Regions from separate parts of the Pan troglodytes genome. Here region 1 is linked to region 2. Evidence: chromatin contacts called from public Hi-C data. All regions are on one chromosome and are shown on one strand. The core of a region is the stretch at or near the end of the contact, and the rest is flanking DNA. Distances in the headings are between cores, read along the strand shown. Region 1 holds the start of ZNF277 (zinc finger protein 277). Region 2 overlaps DOCK4 (dedicator of cytokinesis 4).

What was found. A called contact is a pair of places that touch in the nucleus more often than the background predicts.
Region 1: a Hi-C map of stem cell-derived neural progenitor cells shows a contact between it and region 2, with 7 times the contacts expected there. The contact joins the promoter of ZNF277 here to the enhancer-like site in region 2. A contact is called at or near these places in 1 of 7 Hi-C or Micro-C datasets (stem cell-derived neural progenitor cells) and 1 of 1 datasets of contacts at active chromatin or transcription factors (stem cell-derived excitatory neurons).

The regions. Positions count from the first base shown.
Region 1 is chr6:127,579,271-127,584,057 of NHGRI_mPanTro3-v2.0_pri, forward strand. ZNF277 (zinc finger protein 277) reads left to right here and starts at 1,545. Exons shown (of 12, transcript XM_519316.7): 1 at 1,545-1,850. The coding sequence starts at 1,760. It overlaps DOCK4 (dedicator of cytokinesis 4), which reads right to left and starts at 1,527. Exons shown (of 52, transcript XM_519315.8): 1 at 1,145-1,527. The coding sequence starts at 1,181.
Region 2 is chr6:127,136,606-127,141,353 of NHGRI_mPanTro3-v2.0_pri, forward strand. It overlaps DOCK4 (dedicator of cytokinesis 4), which reads right to left. Exons shown (of 52, transcript XM_519315.8): 40 at 4,522-4,688; 41 at 1,407-1,493. Among named protein-coding and RNA genes, the nearest start is that of IMMP2L, 190 kb to the left of the region's middle. Within about 2 kb of position 2,971, at least 14 of the 24 cell types and tissues checked have an H3K27ac peak or open chromatin away from gene starts, as enhancers often do. A contact at or near this core is called in stem cell-derived neural progenitor cells, where this site is marked.

The sequences.
Region 1 (4,787 bases), core at 295-2,794, 440 kb after region 2:
GACCTTCTGGGAGGTTATAATTGCATTTGGCCGGCTGCAGGCTTGTCGGAGAGCCTGGCTTCTTAATAGGCTCAACCCTAAAAGGAGTAACTGTCAAGGGGCGACCCAGCTGAAATCAAACAACAAAAACGGGAACTGTAACCCGCCTGAAATGGGAGGAGGAAAAGGAAGGGAGACTCCTGTATTCATCAGTCAACATTAATGTCCTTTGTTGTTCACCTTTACACAGAACAGCGAGAGCTATCCTGTTCCTTTTTCTCCGAACGCCAGTGTCAGGGTACGCTTTCCTAAAAGCTATCTCCCTGCCCCCAAGAACCAGGCTTTCCGATCCCCCTCCCCATTTATCACTCAGCAGCCCTGTACCGCCACACCGCCCCCACTGCGCTCACCCGGGGTCGAGAGGGTGGCCAGAAGTAAAAACACTGCTGAAATACCCGTTCTTCTCCAAAGACCAAAGAACTGAGCGGCGCAGATGTTGAAATTTACCAATGCCCCCGCCCCGCAACATACACACCCCATAAATCCGGGATCGCAGAGAGGGAGGAGGGTCAGAGAGGGCTCAGCCTGTCAGAGCGGCTCTCTCCAGGACCCTGCCACATTCCACACTCCGGGAATGTCGATTCGAGCCAGAGGGAAGGGTTTGCGCCTCCCTACTGTTTTGGGGGTGTTCTCTCTGCCCGAGTGTTGTTGTCTCCCTCTCCACCCAGAGGAACCGTTGCAGCTCCCTGTCGCTTTGGGGAAGAAGGGTAAGGAAGGAGAGAAACCCCATTCGCCTCCTCTTCCAACTTGACATACACACACAAACGCACGCACACACACACACACACACACACACACACACGCCCAGTCGCCACTCCAAACTCCGCAGGCAGAGCCCGAAGCTAGCGGGCCGGCCGCGCGCTCCCCCAAGCTGTCCCGGCGCTTCGGGAACCAGTGCGGGGCGCGCCGAGCAGGCGGTGCGGGGCGAGAGCCTGGTGCGCAGCCCTCTGCCTGGAGCTGGCTCGGCAAAGCCCCGTACCCGCTGCGCGATGCCAGGATTAGGCATTTTCAACCGGGCGGAGCGAGAGGGGCGCGGGGGCAAGGACGAGAAATGCGCACTCGCTCGGGCCAGAGCAGAATAAAAGTTCGCCCCGCGGAGACTCACCCACGCCGTATTTCTCGTGCTCCGTAGGTATCCACATGGCTAAAGGGGCTCCGGGGTCTTCAGGCTTTGTAATCCCCGCGCCCCTTCTCCGGCTCACAACAATGCACAGTCCCCGAGCAGCGCTGCAGTGCCGGAGCCCAGCGGCTTCGCGCGGGCTGCGGGCGCTGGGCAGGATCTGCGCTGGAGGCTCCCGAGCCCAGCGTTGACACTGCGCCGCCCGCAGCTCTCCCGGCGGCGGCTGCTCACAGTCCTCCGACGCGCTCCCGGGTACCCGGCGGCGCAGTCATTGTTCTGATTCACTGAACTAAGCGAACACGCCGGGGCACTCTCCGGCGCACCCCCGCCCGCCAGCGCCTAGTCCAGCCCTCCCGTCCCAGGGCCCCGCAGCACGCTGGGAATTGTAGTTCTTGGCCTCCCCATCCCGGAAGTGGGCGCGGCAATTGTGGTTCGGGGCGGGGATTCAGTTTTACTGATTACGTCCTATTGGTCCAGAGCGCGGCGTAGGTGTGGAGAAAACATTACGTCGACGGGGAGTTCGCCTCCAGTAGCGTTTCTATTGGTGCCACCCCGCCTCCGACCCGCCCTGCGGCCCTCCCTTTTCTTTTCTGCCGGGTAATGGCTGCTTCCAAGACCCAGGGGCCTGTCGCCCGAATGCAGGAAGACCGTGATGGGAGCTGCAGCACAGTCGGGGGTGTAGGTTATGGGGGTGAGTACGGTGCCCCCGAGGCGCGGCTGATGTGTCTTCCTTTCTCTATGACCGGGTGTGCAACGGACCTCTGGTCTGACCCTAGGAGCCCTTCAGCTCTGGGGCCACCTGGGTTCGACTGGGCCCCACGGGTGGTGGCCCAGCGGGATGGGTTGGAGCCGGTGGCGGCTACTTGGTTGGGGCTGCCCGGGGATGGCGGAGAAAATGCCATGGGATGGCGGAGAAAATGCCATGGAATGGCCTTCCCCTCCGCCGGGGAAGCTCCCTGAGCGTTTGTCTTCTGGTTTGGAGCTCCCAGCTTTGAGCTAGCTGCTGAGTGGGTTTGGTTCAGATCTGGTTCGCGCGCGTGTGTTTATAACTTTGGGATTAGCAGCTCTTTTTCCTCACCAGTACACTGCCTTGGTTTGCTTGGTTTGACCTCGCAGATGTGTTTTATTTAGCTTCCGGAGTATTTCCAGTCGCAGACTGGTGGTCACTGCTCTCCACTCTACAGATTTGCCCAGTTTGTGGCTGAGGTGACCTCTGAAGGGAAAGTGTGTGTATCTCACAACCTCCCTGTAGATGGTTAACTGCTCTGGGTGTTCTCCAGATTTGTATGTGGAGCCTGAGAGATCTTCCCAGTCTCTGGGTCCTTAGAGAAAGAAAAGGAAAGTGATAGATAATTTGCACTCGTGGCTTCAAAGAACATTTGAAAAGGGTTTTGAAAACCATCACAACTTTGGCTGTACCTGACTTTCAGGTTGTCCTCTGATCCACTGTAGGAATAAAAAACCAAATTTTGAAAGCTGCAGGTGGATTGTGTTTAGGACTCTTTTACCTTTAGTCTATCCCTCCCCCATTCCCCCCACCCCATTTTTGTCTTGATGTGTAATTTAGCACAAGTTGTCTTTTTCTGATGAACATGGTTTGGGGCTTAAATATAGTTCTCAGACTGTTGCGACTTTGTTTTTCGGTTTATTTGTTTTTGCTTTCACAGTTAAATTGATATCATCTTAAATATTTACCTCAGCGGCACAGAGTTGAAGTGCAGTTTTTTCCCACTTCCCAACAGTGGAACTCCCTACTCTGAAATTATTTTAGTACCTCTACCAAACAAATCTTTGGTAGTCTCCTGAGTTAAATATTGAATTTAACACCCTAATGGTTTATTTTTGGGTTGGTTATATATTGGGCTATCTGATGGTAACAGACTATTACGATTTCCTAGATTTTCAAAGTTCAGAGGGCTACCAGTTTAAGATCTAAACTGGTGAATTTATCTCACAGTCTAACTTATTTTTAAAAATGGGCGGGCACGGTGGCTCACCCCTGTAATACCAGCACTTTGGGAGGCCGAGGCGAGTGGATCACAAGGTCAGGAGTTCGAGACCAGCCTGGCCAATATGGTGAAACCCCGTCTCTACTAAAAATACAAAAATTAGCCGGGCGTGGTGGCGGATGCCTGTAGTCCCAGCTACTTGGGAGGCCGAGGCAGGAGAATCCCTTGAACCCGGGAGGCGGAGGTTGTGGTGAGCCGTGATCCACCACTGCACTCCAGCCTGGGAGGCAGAGCAAGACTCTGTATCAAAAACAAAACAAAAAAAAAGGATATGCCTTTCAAAAATGTAAAATATTTAAAAATATTTATTTTTAAATTTTACAAGTTTAAAAGTTTTTAAAAGCACTTCAAACCATTCAGAAGTGTATGAAGTAAAAAAAATGAAAATTCCTTCACCTCACAGTACCACTCCTCGAGTATTAAGTGATAAGAGTTTGGTACATATTCTTTCCAACATATTCTTCTTCTTTTTTTTTTTTAATCCTACAATCCGTATTCTGTTAAACCACCATATTCTTATATGACACACATCTGTATGATTTGATTTTTTTTTTTTTTTTTTTTTTTTTTTTTTTTTTTTTTTTTGAGACGGAGTCTCGCTTTGTCAACCAGGCTGGAGTGCAGTGGCGCGATCTCGGCTCACTGCAAGCTCCGCCTCCCAGGTTCACGCCATTCTCCTGCCTCAGCCTCCCGAGTAACTGGGACTACAGGCGCCAGCCAACACGCCCGGCTAGTTTTTTGTATTTTTAGTAGAGACGGGGTTTCACCGTGTTAGCCAGGAGGTCTCGATCTGCTGACCTCGTGATCCGCCTGTCTCGGCCTCCCAAAGTGCTGGGATTACAGGCGTAAGCCACCGCGCCCGGCCTATGATTTGATTTTTATAATAAAAAGGGATAATCTATATAAACTGAAAGATCTGCAACCTTCTTTTTTCTTTCAGCAGTCTATCATAGAAACCCTTCCACGTCAGTACATTTGTTTCCTTTTTTTTTAAGGACTGTGCCCATCATATTCCAAAATATGATTGTGCCATTCTTTAAATGAACATATAGTGTGACTTTAGTTTTTCAGTAATGTTGCAATGAACAACTTTATGTACATATATTCTTGCCCACTGGTTGTATATTTTGGGAGAAAATTGCTGGATCAAAGGTTATGCAAGTTTAAAATTTTGACAGATGCCAGACTTTCCTCTTAAAATATATTCAGCATACATTGCCACCTGTAGTATATGAGTGTTCTTTCCCCCATATTGTCACAAACTTTGAGGAAATAATCCAGGACCAATGTTTCAATGACTAGTAGATTGAATTAAGTAACTGATAGAAAGCTTAGTTTTTGATTCCAGTTTGTTTTCAATAAAAGTGTTGAGTAGCAGTGAATTTGCGGTATCTATAACATAAAAAAATTTCTCACCCTCGGTGAGAACTACCCAGTATTCTCATTGACTTGTAGCAGTCAACAGGAGAAATTAATGGTTGATTTTTTTATGTCGTTTTTATAAGATAAAGTTGTCATTAAAAATTCTGCTTAATAACCTATGTATCATTCTGTTACTTTTTCCAAAATCTTTTCAAAGCCAACAAGGTGTGATATAAATTTTAGGTGTAAATATTTAT
Region 2 (4,748 bases), core at 1,721-4,220:
CAAGTTGGACCCATGCCATTCAGCGGGAAGCATAATAAGACTTTTTGAGCACTGCGTTTAGCGGTCTCCCCACTTCCATGGAAGGTACCAGGGCACAACATGTAAGCAGCCAGCTTTTGGGGACTCTGGACCTCAGACTGGACAAGAATACAACTGTACTGATGTAATCTGCTGAATAGAGTTCAATTTTAATTTTTAAATCCTTAGCTTAATTGAACATGATAGGCTGAGAGTAGTTTCAATGCTGAGACATTCCAGGTAAGACAAACATTTCTTGAAAAACAATTTGGTCAGGAGCTGTTCTTTCTTCTGGATTGACAGAATAGGCTTGTGACCTAAATAAGGTATGAATTACATTATATTTGCACAATTGGCACACTTCCTATCAGAGAACTATGGTAATGAAAGGGTGAGACCCAGGCTCAAAAACAAACACATTATTATTTCTGCAGTGAAACAAATGAACATTCACACTAAGTGAAATAAAGTTAATAAATGGCTATAATGGATGTAGCAAGGGAGGCTGTGAGACTGCAGGGCTATGGCTGACATCGAGGTGCTGTCGCTGGAAGAACAGCACAGACAGCTGGGTGGGATCCCACCCTGGATGTGGCTGCCTTCAGCTGCTGCTCTCCCTGCTCTCCACAACTGGGGCCTGGAGCTGGGGTCACATTTTACAACCGGAGGGCTCTTGAGAGCTGTGGTTACCAGGTTCTACAGTGGCACCCACTGATCTACAGTGGGTGCTCCACCCAGGACTGCTCAGTGAGACTAATACGCTGCCATCCTTTCTACTGGGAACTGTAACAACAGGGACTTACTGTGCATCGGGCACTGTGCAGAGACTTGACATTAGCCTCCTTCAGCCTGTAAGAAACCTACTGCTAGAAGAGAGTAATATAATTGGCTTTGGAATCAGAAATATCTGGGTTGGAGTCTCTCTTCAACATCTTGCTATGTGATCTTTGGCAAAGTATTTTGACCTCTTGTCAAAAATTGCAAAGCCAGGAATAAGAATATATACCTCATAGCTTTGATATGATGATTAAATAAGATAAAGCAGGTAGTATTAGCACTGGTATGATACACTAAGCACTGAAGGTCATACAGCTATAGTAATTAGGAGAGCTGGAATTCCAAGTCTTCTAACTCAAGGGCCTGAATAGTTTTTTTACATGTAGCAAATTGAGTTGTTTTCAAGGAATCCCTCCATCTGGACACATTAGGATAATATTAATATTCACCTTCTCAGCCTTGGTAATAGCGGTCAAGACCATAAACATTCACTATTTTACTATGAGTGCTTCCAGAGAATCTGGGTCAAAGGAGAAGTAATGAATATACGGCACAACTCCAAGTGAACAACTGTGATGAGAAAGTGCTTGAGAATAAGCTCTGATCCTTACCACTTCACGCTTTTCCACTTCAAACCAGCGAGAGATGCCAGGCAAACTCTGCACCAAGTATAATGACGTTCTCTCCACCCAGAGACTCTACAAAACACAAAACACATTAAGTCTCCCAAGTTGTCCTTCTTTCTAGCTACTTCCATGACTAGTGTTTGTCGGTCACTGTTACCAGGCTTTGCTTATTCCTGTCAGCCTTTCTTTAGTCTTCATTCAAGCACTCATGAAACTATCACAGTGAGAGACTGCTGAAGCTGATTTTAACAATTCCACTGTATGTCATCAAACTTTTTTCCATGTGGAATAAATGAGCTCCTACTTCAAACAGCAAGCTTAAAAATACAAAAATAGGCTATATCATGTTATTTTCTTTGCTATTTCTCCAAAATTCTAATTCACACTCTCTTCACTCCTTAACATCTAACCACTTATATCTAGAAGGGTCAGCCAGTCAATGTATCAGCCTGTCAACGTAAGATTAGAATAAGAGTCCTAAGGGAAGCAAAGGCTTTAGGAACCACACAGCATGATCTATGTTAAGGATGAGGACACAGCCGGGCACGGTGGCTCACGCCTGTAATCCCAGCACTTTGGGAGGCCGAGGCAGGCAGATCATGAGGTCAGGAGATCAAGACCATCCTGGCTAATATGGTGAAACTGCGTCTCTGCTAAAAATACAAAAAAATTAACCGGGCGTGGTGGCGGGCACCTGTAGTCCCAGCTACTTGGGAGGCTGAGGCAGGAGAATGGCGTGAACTTGGGAGGTGGAGCTTGCAGTGAGCCGAGATCGCCCCACTGCACTCCAGCCTGGGCGACAGAGCGAGACTCCATCTCAAAAAAATTACTTTTTTTTTGAAGACACTAGGTCTTAAAGCAGCAATGTGACTTGCTCAAAAGCTACACTACCGATAGAGCCAGCATTAGAACCTACCCACTAGGACCTCTGACTCCTTGTCAGTTGCTAAATCTACGGTGCCACATTTTCTTGTGCTTGTTTGAACTGCTGTTAATAGAGGCAAATCTGTATTTTAGAGCCAGGGCTTCCTCTGGCCGGGACGAGCAACCCCAGGACATGTGAAACCATGCTGCCTTTGGTATGAGCTGCTGTTGATGACACGTTTCTTTTTTGTCAACCAGGTTTTAGTATCTACGCCTCATCTTTCTTACTTAAACCAAGTGTATTCCCAAGAGGATAATACACTTTACAAAATTCCTGAAATAGTGCCATTTACTCAAACCACAACAACAAAAAAAAATGGAAGAGTTTCTTTGAGCCAGCCAAGCTGTGCCGAGATGAATAGGGCAGAGATCCTGTGACAAGAGCTCGCAGTGTTCTGGTGGTGACAGGGAGGTAAGCAGATGAATAAGAGCTCAGAGTGAAGAGAAAGGGATGTTCAAGGCTCTGGGGGCCAACAGAGGGGGATGCAGGCACACACGCCAGCCTGGGGGAGGAGGACAGCAGTTCTCAGAGGGGGCGACGCGTGAGCTGCATTCTGAGGAGTGAGTAGGAGTTTGCCAGGAGGAGAGTGGGGGTAGCAGCGCTGGCAGGAGGAGCGGCTTGCGAAAGGGCTTGGCGGGAGAGGAAGAGAGAAGCTGAGTGTCGCGGAGGCTGAGAGGGAGGAGGGGTGAGTGGGTTGTGGTGGAGATGAGGCTTCTGGAGGGCGGTTTGGAGCCAGATTCTGAGGGCTATAAAGCAGAGGAATCAGGAGCCAGATTTATTATTATTATTTTTTAGGGAGATTGCTGCACCACTGATACAGATTTAAAGTGACAGCCACAAGGAAATGTAGTACGGTGGAAAAAACAATGGAGAAGGAGGCAGAAAATGTGAGTTCTAGGACTGGAGCTACCGGTAACTAGAAGGTGACTTTGAACAAGTCAATTGCCTGATTTCAGTGATTTCTGACTATGTTGTCACTAAAAGCAACTGCAAGAAGAACTATATCATCAACTAGCTATATCTTCTTTAATTGATTTTGGAAGGCACAAAGAATAAGTTTCCAGAAAAAACAAGAACATGATCATGGATCTTTTTAATACTATCCCATTGTTGTTTTCCAGTGGCCTCCTTGCCTTGATATTTAGCCCATCAAATCTCTGGGCACAAGGGACTGCTCTTTATTCAATCCTGTCATAACTCTGCAAAACCTTCCCCTTCTGATCTCCTCTCGGTTGTGAATGATCCCTGGAAATACTTCGGGGAGTACTGGGAACTGACACCGGCAGAGCTGACCAAGTGAGTTAACATGAGACAATCGTGTTAGGAGCACATTTCCTAGCTTAAGCAGGGAACATCTGTGATGAAAAATGCTAAGCCAATTAACTCACAAAAATAAGCTAATTTTGCATTCTTTGTTTAGATATGAAATACTAACTGGGGGGGGTGTCACTATGTCATTGTTTGCAAAGAAAGGGGCAGACTCTATCTACTGAACAATCTTGCCTCTTTTCTGCAGTGGGGCTATGAGAAACCTTGTCCCTTTCTGGCTGAGGGTGCTGAAGTAGGAAGGCGTGTTGGAACTACTGAGAGCAGAGAACTCAACACACACAAAGAATCCAAAATTTGGTTTTACTCGGAGTCCTGAGAAGTTCTAATTACACACTGTTCTAGCAAGAACAAGCAGCAAAGATGGCACATAACTTACCCAACGTACCAGCAGTCTACCCAACTGTTCTCTGTCTTCAGGAACTCCTTTTCTCTGTTCATTATGTATTCTTTATTCATTGAACTTTACGTGAAAATAAACATCCCAAGATTCCCACAATTGGTTCAACATAAATGAATAAGAGGACTGACTTCAGCCAGGAGTTCTCAAAGACTGGTCTAAGAACCACCAGCATTAGAATTGTTACAAAAAAGCTGATTTTAGGACCTCCTCCCAGACCAACTGAGTCAGAATTCCTGAGCTGGGCACCAGAAATCTGCTTGGTTAGGGAGCACTCCATGTCACTCTGATGCACGTGGAGCTGCAGAACCACTAGACTAAATGATTTATATAGTCCCTTCTGTTTCTGTCACTTGACACTATTCTGAGTAAATATTTACCAAGGGCTGTGCCCCAAGGGGCTCGCAGTCTATCTGAGGAGTTAGCATGTAATAAGAATTGCATGGTACCTTGAATTCATTCTCTTTATCTTTTGTGCCTTTGTGAAATGGTCGGTCATAGCGGAATTTCCAGATGTGATTCACTTTATAGAAGCTTTTGATGTTGTCCGGAACACCCTCTCTCTGCAGGACCTCCTGGCTCTCTGGAATGGGAGTCACAGCATATATCTGCAAATCTAGGATTAAAGAGTCAAGGAGAGAACCTGACTTGGCAAACTCCATGGAAGTCTGGCTTG